Regions from separate parts of the Sus scrofa genome. Here region 1 is linked to region 2. Evidence: chromatin contacts called from public Hi-C data. All regions are on one chromosome and are shown on one strand. Each heading gives the region's core, a stretch centred on a gene start, on an enhancer-like site or on the middle of the called end of the contact. The rest is flanking DNA. Distances are from core to core; before and after follow the strand shown.

Evidence for each region. A called contact is a pair of places that touch in the nucleus more often than the background predicts.
Region 1: a Hi-C map of retroperitoneal adipose tissue shows a contact between it and region 2, with 2.3 times the contacts expected there. The contact joins the enhancer-like site here to the promoter of AKR1D1 in region 2. A contact is called at or near these places in 5 of 5 promoter capture datasets (fetal liver, fetal skeletal muscle, liver and 1 more), 6 of 47 Hi-C or Micro-C datasets (embryonic fibroblasts, liver, mesenteric adipose tissue and 2 more) and 2 of 2 datasets of contacts at active chromatin or transcription factors (alveolar macrophages and skeletal muscle).

Annotation. Positions count from the first base shown.
Region 1 is chr18:11,633,650-11,637,129 of Sscrofa11.1, forward strand. It overlaps CREB3L2 (cyclic AMP-responsive element-binding protein 3-like protein 2), which reads left to right. Exons shown (of 12, transcript XM_003134635.4): 5 at 2,926-3,110. Among named protein-coding and RNA genes, the nearest start is that of DGKI, 70 kb to the right of the region's middle. Within about 2 kb of position 2,007, at least 10 of the 83 cell types and tissues checked have an H3K27ac peak or open chromatin away from gene starts, as enhancers often do. A contact at or near this core is called in fetal liver and retroperitoneal adipose tissue, where this site is marked.
Region 2 is chr18:11,531,042-11,534,234 of Sscrofa11.1, forward strand. It overlaps AKR1D1 (3-oxo-5-beta-steroid 4-dehydrogenase), which reads right to left and starts at 1,805. Exons shown (of 9, transcript XM_021078691.1): 1 at 106-1,805. The coding sequence starts at 129. It overlaps CREB3L2 (cyclic AMP-responsive element-binding protein 3-like protein 2), which reads left to right and starts at 2,143. Exons shown (of 12, transcript XM_003134635.4): 1 at 2,143-2,671. The coding sequence starts at 2,570.

The sequences.
Region 1 (3,480 bases), core at 757-3,256, 100 kb after region 2:
AGAGCAACATTTCAAGTGATGTTTAGAAATCTGATACCGAGGCACCTGTGGCCAGGGCACTATGCTCTTTTTTATTTTTGTCTTTTCTAGGGCCCCTCCCACGGCATATGGAGGTTCCCAGACTAGGGGTCTAATCGGAGCTGTAGCCACTGGCCTGTACCACAGCCACAGCGACAGAGGATCCTTAACCCACTGAGCAAGGCCAGGGATCGAACCCGCAACCTCATGGTTCCTAGTCGGGTTCGTTAGCCTCTGCACCACAGGGGAACTCCAGGGCAGTGTGCTCTTAATAGTTAAGTAAGAGGAGATTTGAGTTTGCTTCACTTTTCCTGCCGTGCCTTTTCCGTGTTTTGTGGAGCACCGTCTGCTCACATAGGAGGAACAGTATTAGAATAATTTGGACTGTGCCCAGTGAAAGGGACGAATAAACTCTAGTCCTCTGGGCTGGTTCTCCAGAATCCGACAGCTCCGCATCCCAGACAACCGGAGCCCGTATTAGGTTCCTCAGCTCCTGGGTTTGGTTTTGATTTTGGTTTGCTTGTTTGTTGGCCATGGTTAAAAAGATAGGAGTTCCGTCGTGGCGCAGTGGAAACAAATAAGACTAGGAACCATGAGGTTGCGGGTTCGATCCCTGGCCTTGCTCAGTGGGTTAAGGATCTACCATTGCTGTGAGCTGTGGTGTAGGTCGCAGATGTGGCTCGAATCCTGCATTGCTGTGGCTGTGGTGTAGGCTGGTGGCTGTAGACGCCTAGCCTGGGAACCTCCATAGGCCATAGGTGCGGCCCTACAAAAAGCCAAAAAAAAAAAAATTTAAAAATAAATAAATAAAAAGATAAACATTGTTAGAAGAGAAACTCTAAAAAATTAAACATTTTAAGCACATCTTTGAGCAAAAATTTATTAGGTTCTGCAGCACCGAACCGGAAGTGGTTAGAAGGTTTCACCTACAGGAGCTAGGGGGAGACTTTTATATAGAAAAGAAGGAAGCAAAGTAAGGAAATTACTGATTGGCTCTAACCTAAAGCTGAGTGGGCTGTTTGTGACTGATTGTCCTTAGGCTTCAGTCTGGTAACCTTGAAGCATTTACAGGCTTAGATTTTGGGTCGCCTACATAGGCCACCAGGGGGCTAGAGCCACCCCAGTCTGATGGCCTCCTTGCTTACTGCGTCCGACACCACGAGTGTCGCAGGTCGTCACGGCACTGGGAAAGCCTTGGTGACACTCTCAGGGCTCCTCCTTTCTAGGCGAGCACACATTTAAGGCACACGCATACGCTCCTTAGCTGCCTGGAGCTATTGGCAGAGGACTTGGCAGTAGAGGTATGTAGGATTGTTTTAGAATATTCCTTTGCTTTAAGAGTGCCCGCAGACTCTAAAAACCCGGGGAGCTCTTTGGCTGAGAAAAAGGGACGCATCTAGTGAAAAGTAGTGTGTTAGGAGGAGAAGAGAGAAGGGTTAGAGAGAGAGAGAGAGAGAGAGAGAGATTGAGAGAATGTGTGACGTGAATGGGGGCGGGGGCGAGGGGGGCAGCGAGGCATCTCGTGGTTCCTAGGACACTCAGGAGTTTTAGGGGCGACAGAGCTGCCTGGTTGCAGCTGGTCACCTCCAAAGGCAGCTCTGGGAGTCCTTCTCCTTAGGTGAGTAGCTGTGTCTCCGAAAGCCCTTTCCATCCGTGGGACATCAGGCGGGAGACTGAGGCCTTTCCACAGCCCCGAGCCGTTCTCTGGCCAAGCAAGTCCAGGTGTGTGTGAGGCCCCTGGGCGCCTCGCCAGCTCAGGGCCGCTGCACCAAGGGCTCTGTTGTCCTGGGGGGGGCTCAGGAGGGGTGTGGCGTGAAAGGCTTACCCGAGGTCATGTCCCTTGGCTCAGTAACAGCGGCCGGCTCTCAGAGCATTTCAGCCCAATGCGGAGGTCGGCAGGTCAGAAAAAGAGGGAGGCCTCAAAGCTCGCCGGTCAGGTTGAACTTGAGTGATTCCCCTTCAGGAGCCCGTCCCTGGAGATGCACAATTGGCACCGACCAAGGCTGGAAGGCGCCGGCAGAGTGTGTGTGTCCCTCCCCAAGGAAGAATGCTTAGATGCTGAGGGACTTTGCGGGAGGAAATCCCCCCCCCCCCCCATTTATCTTCCAGTGCCTACCTATCTATCTGCTGAGGAACTGGGTGTCATCTGAGTCAAGAATGCCTGGCATCTGCCTGTGGGCCCTCCCATGCACATTCCTCCTGAAACAAATGAGCTTTGCTCAAACACTCCTGGGCTCCCAGCTTTTGCTATTTTTTGAAAAAGATAGATCCCAATACGTTAACATGATTTACAAGTCAAACTATGGCAACTCTGTGAAATGAATCGAGGGACAGCAATGCCAGCCCCATCTACTCTCATTTCCCCTGCTCCCATTACTTCATAATCTTATTAGCTTCTCATATAGTTTCCAGAGGTTCTTTATGTAGATATGAGCAGGTAGGAGTCTGTGTTCGCTTTCTCTCCTTTTTTTTTTTTTCCGTACAAAAGGAGGGTTACATTTTGTTTGTTCGTTTTGTCTTTTTAGGGCATATGGAGGTTCCCAGGCTATGGGTCCAATCAGAGCTGCAACTCGTGGCCTACACCACAGCTCACAGCAATGCTGGATCCCTAACCCACTGAGCGAGGCCAGGGATTGAACCTGCGTCCTCACGGACACTGGTTGGGTTTGCGACCACTGAGCCACAATGGAACTCAAGGAGGGTTACCTCGTGTGCTGCTGTGCACCAGGCTCTATCCTCCTCCCTTAACCACACATCTCGGAGGCCTTTCCATATCCAAGCAGAGACTCCTCCTTCTTTTGTTCCACTGCCCTGAGTTTAGCTGAATGGATATTTAATGGTTGCTTGAACTGCCCCCAAGTCCTGCTTGGTGGCTCCCTGATGGATGCAATCCGCTCTCTCCCTCAGCCTCCGTGGACCACCTGCACTTACCGCCCACCCCTCCCAGCAGCCACAGCAGCGACTCCGAGGGCAGCCTGAGCCCCAGCCCGCGCCTGCACCCCTTCGGCCTGCCGCAGACCCACAGCCCCGCCAGGGCCCCAGCGCGGGCCCCCTCGGCGCTGGCCAGCTCCCCGCTCCTCACGGCGCCTCATGTGAGTGTTCCCTGCATTCCTGCACCCCGATCCCCCCAGTTCTGTCTCCCCGAGCTTCACCCAGCCTGGGTGCCATTCGGGGCACTTGGCCTTTATTCCTGCAGGAAATTTTAGGTCCCACTGCTAAAGCAGCAGGATGACAGTCTTGAAGATTTTCTAAGAACTGCCTGTGATCTCAACATGCTAACACGCTTTCTTCCTTCCCACATCTGGTTTTTGTCATGAGCTGATTTTATATAGCTTCAAACATGGGGAATAAAAAATGTGTCGTTAGACTTCTCAAAAGTGTATTGCAAATATTTGTCATCAGTTTAAGTGGTCTTTATGACTTCTGATAGGAAATAACTTTTATTTTTTATTTTTAAAAATT
Region 2 (3,193 bases), core at 555-3,054:
TCTGGCAAGACAGACAAATTTAACCAAACATTTTGGGTATCATTATTACATTACCAATTTTATGAAAGAGCAACTTAATGGTTTAAAACAACATAGACTGATTACCTTTAGTTTCCATGGGTCAGGCATCTGCAAGATCCTAGCCCTTTTGCCATCTTCTCTGGCTGCAGTTATCTTCAGGCTCACCTCTGTGAGGATCTGCTTCCATATTCGTGCATGGAGTTATGAGCAGAATTCAGTTGCTCAGTTAGGCTGAGGGACTTGGTTCCTTGCTGGCTGTTAGCTACACACCTTCCTCTGTCCCCCTCTATGTGGGTCACTCCATAGGGAATCACAGAATGGCAGCTGGCTTCCCTCAGAGCAACCAAGCAAGAGAGGACAAACAAGCCAGGAGCCAGACTCTTTTCTGACATCCCATCCCTTTGCCATCTCCTCTTTGTTAGAAGGAAGGCCCCAGGTCCAGCCCACACTCAAGGGGAGGCAGCTATACCAGGAGGCAGGATCACTGGAGCCATCTTAGCAGCTGCCAACCACATGGGGCCTAACCTGGGACTGACATAGTCTAAAGCAGAAATGTTTGACAGATACATGTTATCCAATATGAAGGAGTTTCTCACCTTACTTGCTCATGTTGAGTGTTATGCTCAGAAAAACAGGAAAGGTCTCTAGAAATTGAAAAGGTGATCTATGAAAAGGATGGGGTAAAGGAGGTATAAAAACCAAGGACCAAGAGAAAACTGAAAAAAAAAAAAAATTGTATGAGGAAGCTGCGGGCCCATAAGCTACATTTTCTACACAAGCATTAAAATATTCTCAAACGACCCAGGAAATAGGGCCAGACAAATGGGAGAATCGCTATGATAAACGGTCACTCAAAGATAACAAAGAATCTTAAGACAAAATTTGACTGACCCCACCCACTAAAAAAATACCTGCAAAGGGGCCAAAGTAACACCTTACCTCCATAGCTGGATGTGCCCTTGTAAGAAACTTCTAGAGACAACTGGCAATGCCTTCCTTACATTTAAAGTGAACAAATTATACATGTAAACACTCTGTTTCCTTCAAAGGAGGAGTCTGAAAGGAGGGAGAAAAATCACAATTTGTTGGGGGGGGTGGGTGGTATTTTAGACGCGGCTCTTTGCTAATCTCGGCCTGGTGGTCTGGCCCCTGCCTGTGTCTCGGGCCCCCTCTCCCCTCATTTACTGGCAGCAGCTCAGGCAACAGCCACAACACCAACAAAAACCCAGCTCCTATCCACACCTCCTTTCGCTCAGGTCTGCTCGCAGATGTCACCTTCCCGACTGTTACTAAAATAGCATCCATCTGCCCCATCCTTTTACCTTGCTTTTATTTTTCTTTACAGCATTACCACTTTCTTACATTCTATCACTCATTCCTTTACCTGTTTACTGTCTGACTCCTCCCTTGAGGTAAAAGCTCTATGACCTGGAAAAGAAAGCTTTACTCTTTCCAATAATGTCTCTTCAGTAAATAAAAGGAAAAAAAATAAAATAAGGAGACCCCATTAAAACGAAACAAAACAAAAAAACACCTCAGGAGAAGAGCACAACAGAAAGCGGGAGAAAAATAGGAAGCACCAGCAATTACGATTTGCCAGAACTGTGCCAATACAAATTCATGCACAACAGAGAATATTTAATTTGTGTATAATGTAACTTATTTTTCAGAAATCCTGAAAGACTCCAATGGGCTAATCTATTTGAAAATACTTAAGACAGTACGTAACACAGCCCTGAAACCAGCTCTGGCCTCCTCCAGACGCGCGCGCTGATTTCTGTGGATTCTTAAAGAGGCTTCAGAGTGCACCCTCCCTAGTATAAAATGTATTCTTGTCGCTATTTGATTGGCTGGCCCTCCCAGGCGCCCTTTCCTCATTGGTTGCGCCCCCAGTCCATCACTTTAGGTTTCCAGCACTCCATTTGTCTGCTGCCGCAGATTGCGGCTGTCGGCCACGCTAAGACAGGAGTAGTTCCCCGGTGACGTCAAGGCTCTCCCCTCCCACATTCCACAGCCTAGGCGGAGACTTCCCACTGCCCCCGCCTTTGGGCGGAGAGCGAGACTTCTGATTGGGTAGGATGGGTGAGATGAGTATTCGATTGGTCCACGCTCTGGAGGGAGGTGGAGTCGTAGCTGCGTCCGGGAGCAGAGCTGAGGAGCCCTGGGGAGTCTCAAAGTTTGTGTCTGGAGCCCTAGCGGAGAGTGGGCTTGTTGAGAAAGGCTTTCTGGGAATGAGAGCTGATTTCCTGTCTTTCTTTTGGATGCACACCCTGCTTTCACCTCCTCAGCCTTCGGTCTGACCTCAGGACCGTCACTCTCCTCCGGGGAATCTCCGGACCGGAGCCCTTGGCAGTTCTTTCTGAGGCAGAGAAGCGAACGTTTTCCTTCCTAAGTGCATAAGCTACACGCACACGCACGCGCGCACACACACACACACACACACACACACACACACATACACTCGTGTGGAGGCGAATCTCGCTCTCCGAGACCCTGCCGGCTCCCCTCCTGCCCTCAGCATCCTCGGCCCAGCGCGCCTCGGACCACCATGGAGGTGCTGGAGAGCGGGGAGCAGAGCGTCCTGCAGTGGGACCGCAAGCTGAGCGAGCTGTCAGAGCCCGGGGAAACAGAGGCTCTCATGTACCATACGGTGAGGACTCGGCGGGGCGGGGAAGGGGCGGCTTGAGAGGGGGAAGTGTCACCAAAGGAACAGTTCGGGGCAGGGAACTGGGAAGGAAGTATTTGGGAAGAGCATGGCCCAGAAAGAAAAAAATCTGGGAAGAGGTGTGGTTTTTCTAACTGAACAGTGAAGGTGGGCAGCTAGCCCTTTAAAACTTTTGGTAATAGTAACAACGCTTTGTATTTTTTTAAGCAACTTACACTGGGTTCCCTATGGGTTTTTCACATCTGCAGTCTCATTTTCTATGCTTTCTGCACTGTAAAGCGAGAGAAGGGGTAGATGTTTTGATAATCCCCTTCTAGTGTGCTGCTCATTTTTGTGGGAAGGTTTTTAAAAAACTGGACAAAATAAAGTAGCATTTTCTTTCCTTTGTTGTCATATTCTATCTCCCTGTCTCTCTCGCTTTACTTTCTTATTTGTATTTTAAGAAGTATACCTGTGTGTGTGTGTGTGTGTGTGTGTGTGTGTTTTGAAAAGACTCCTTCCTATTAG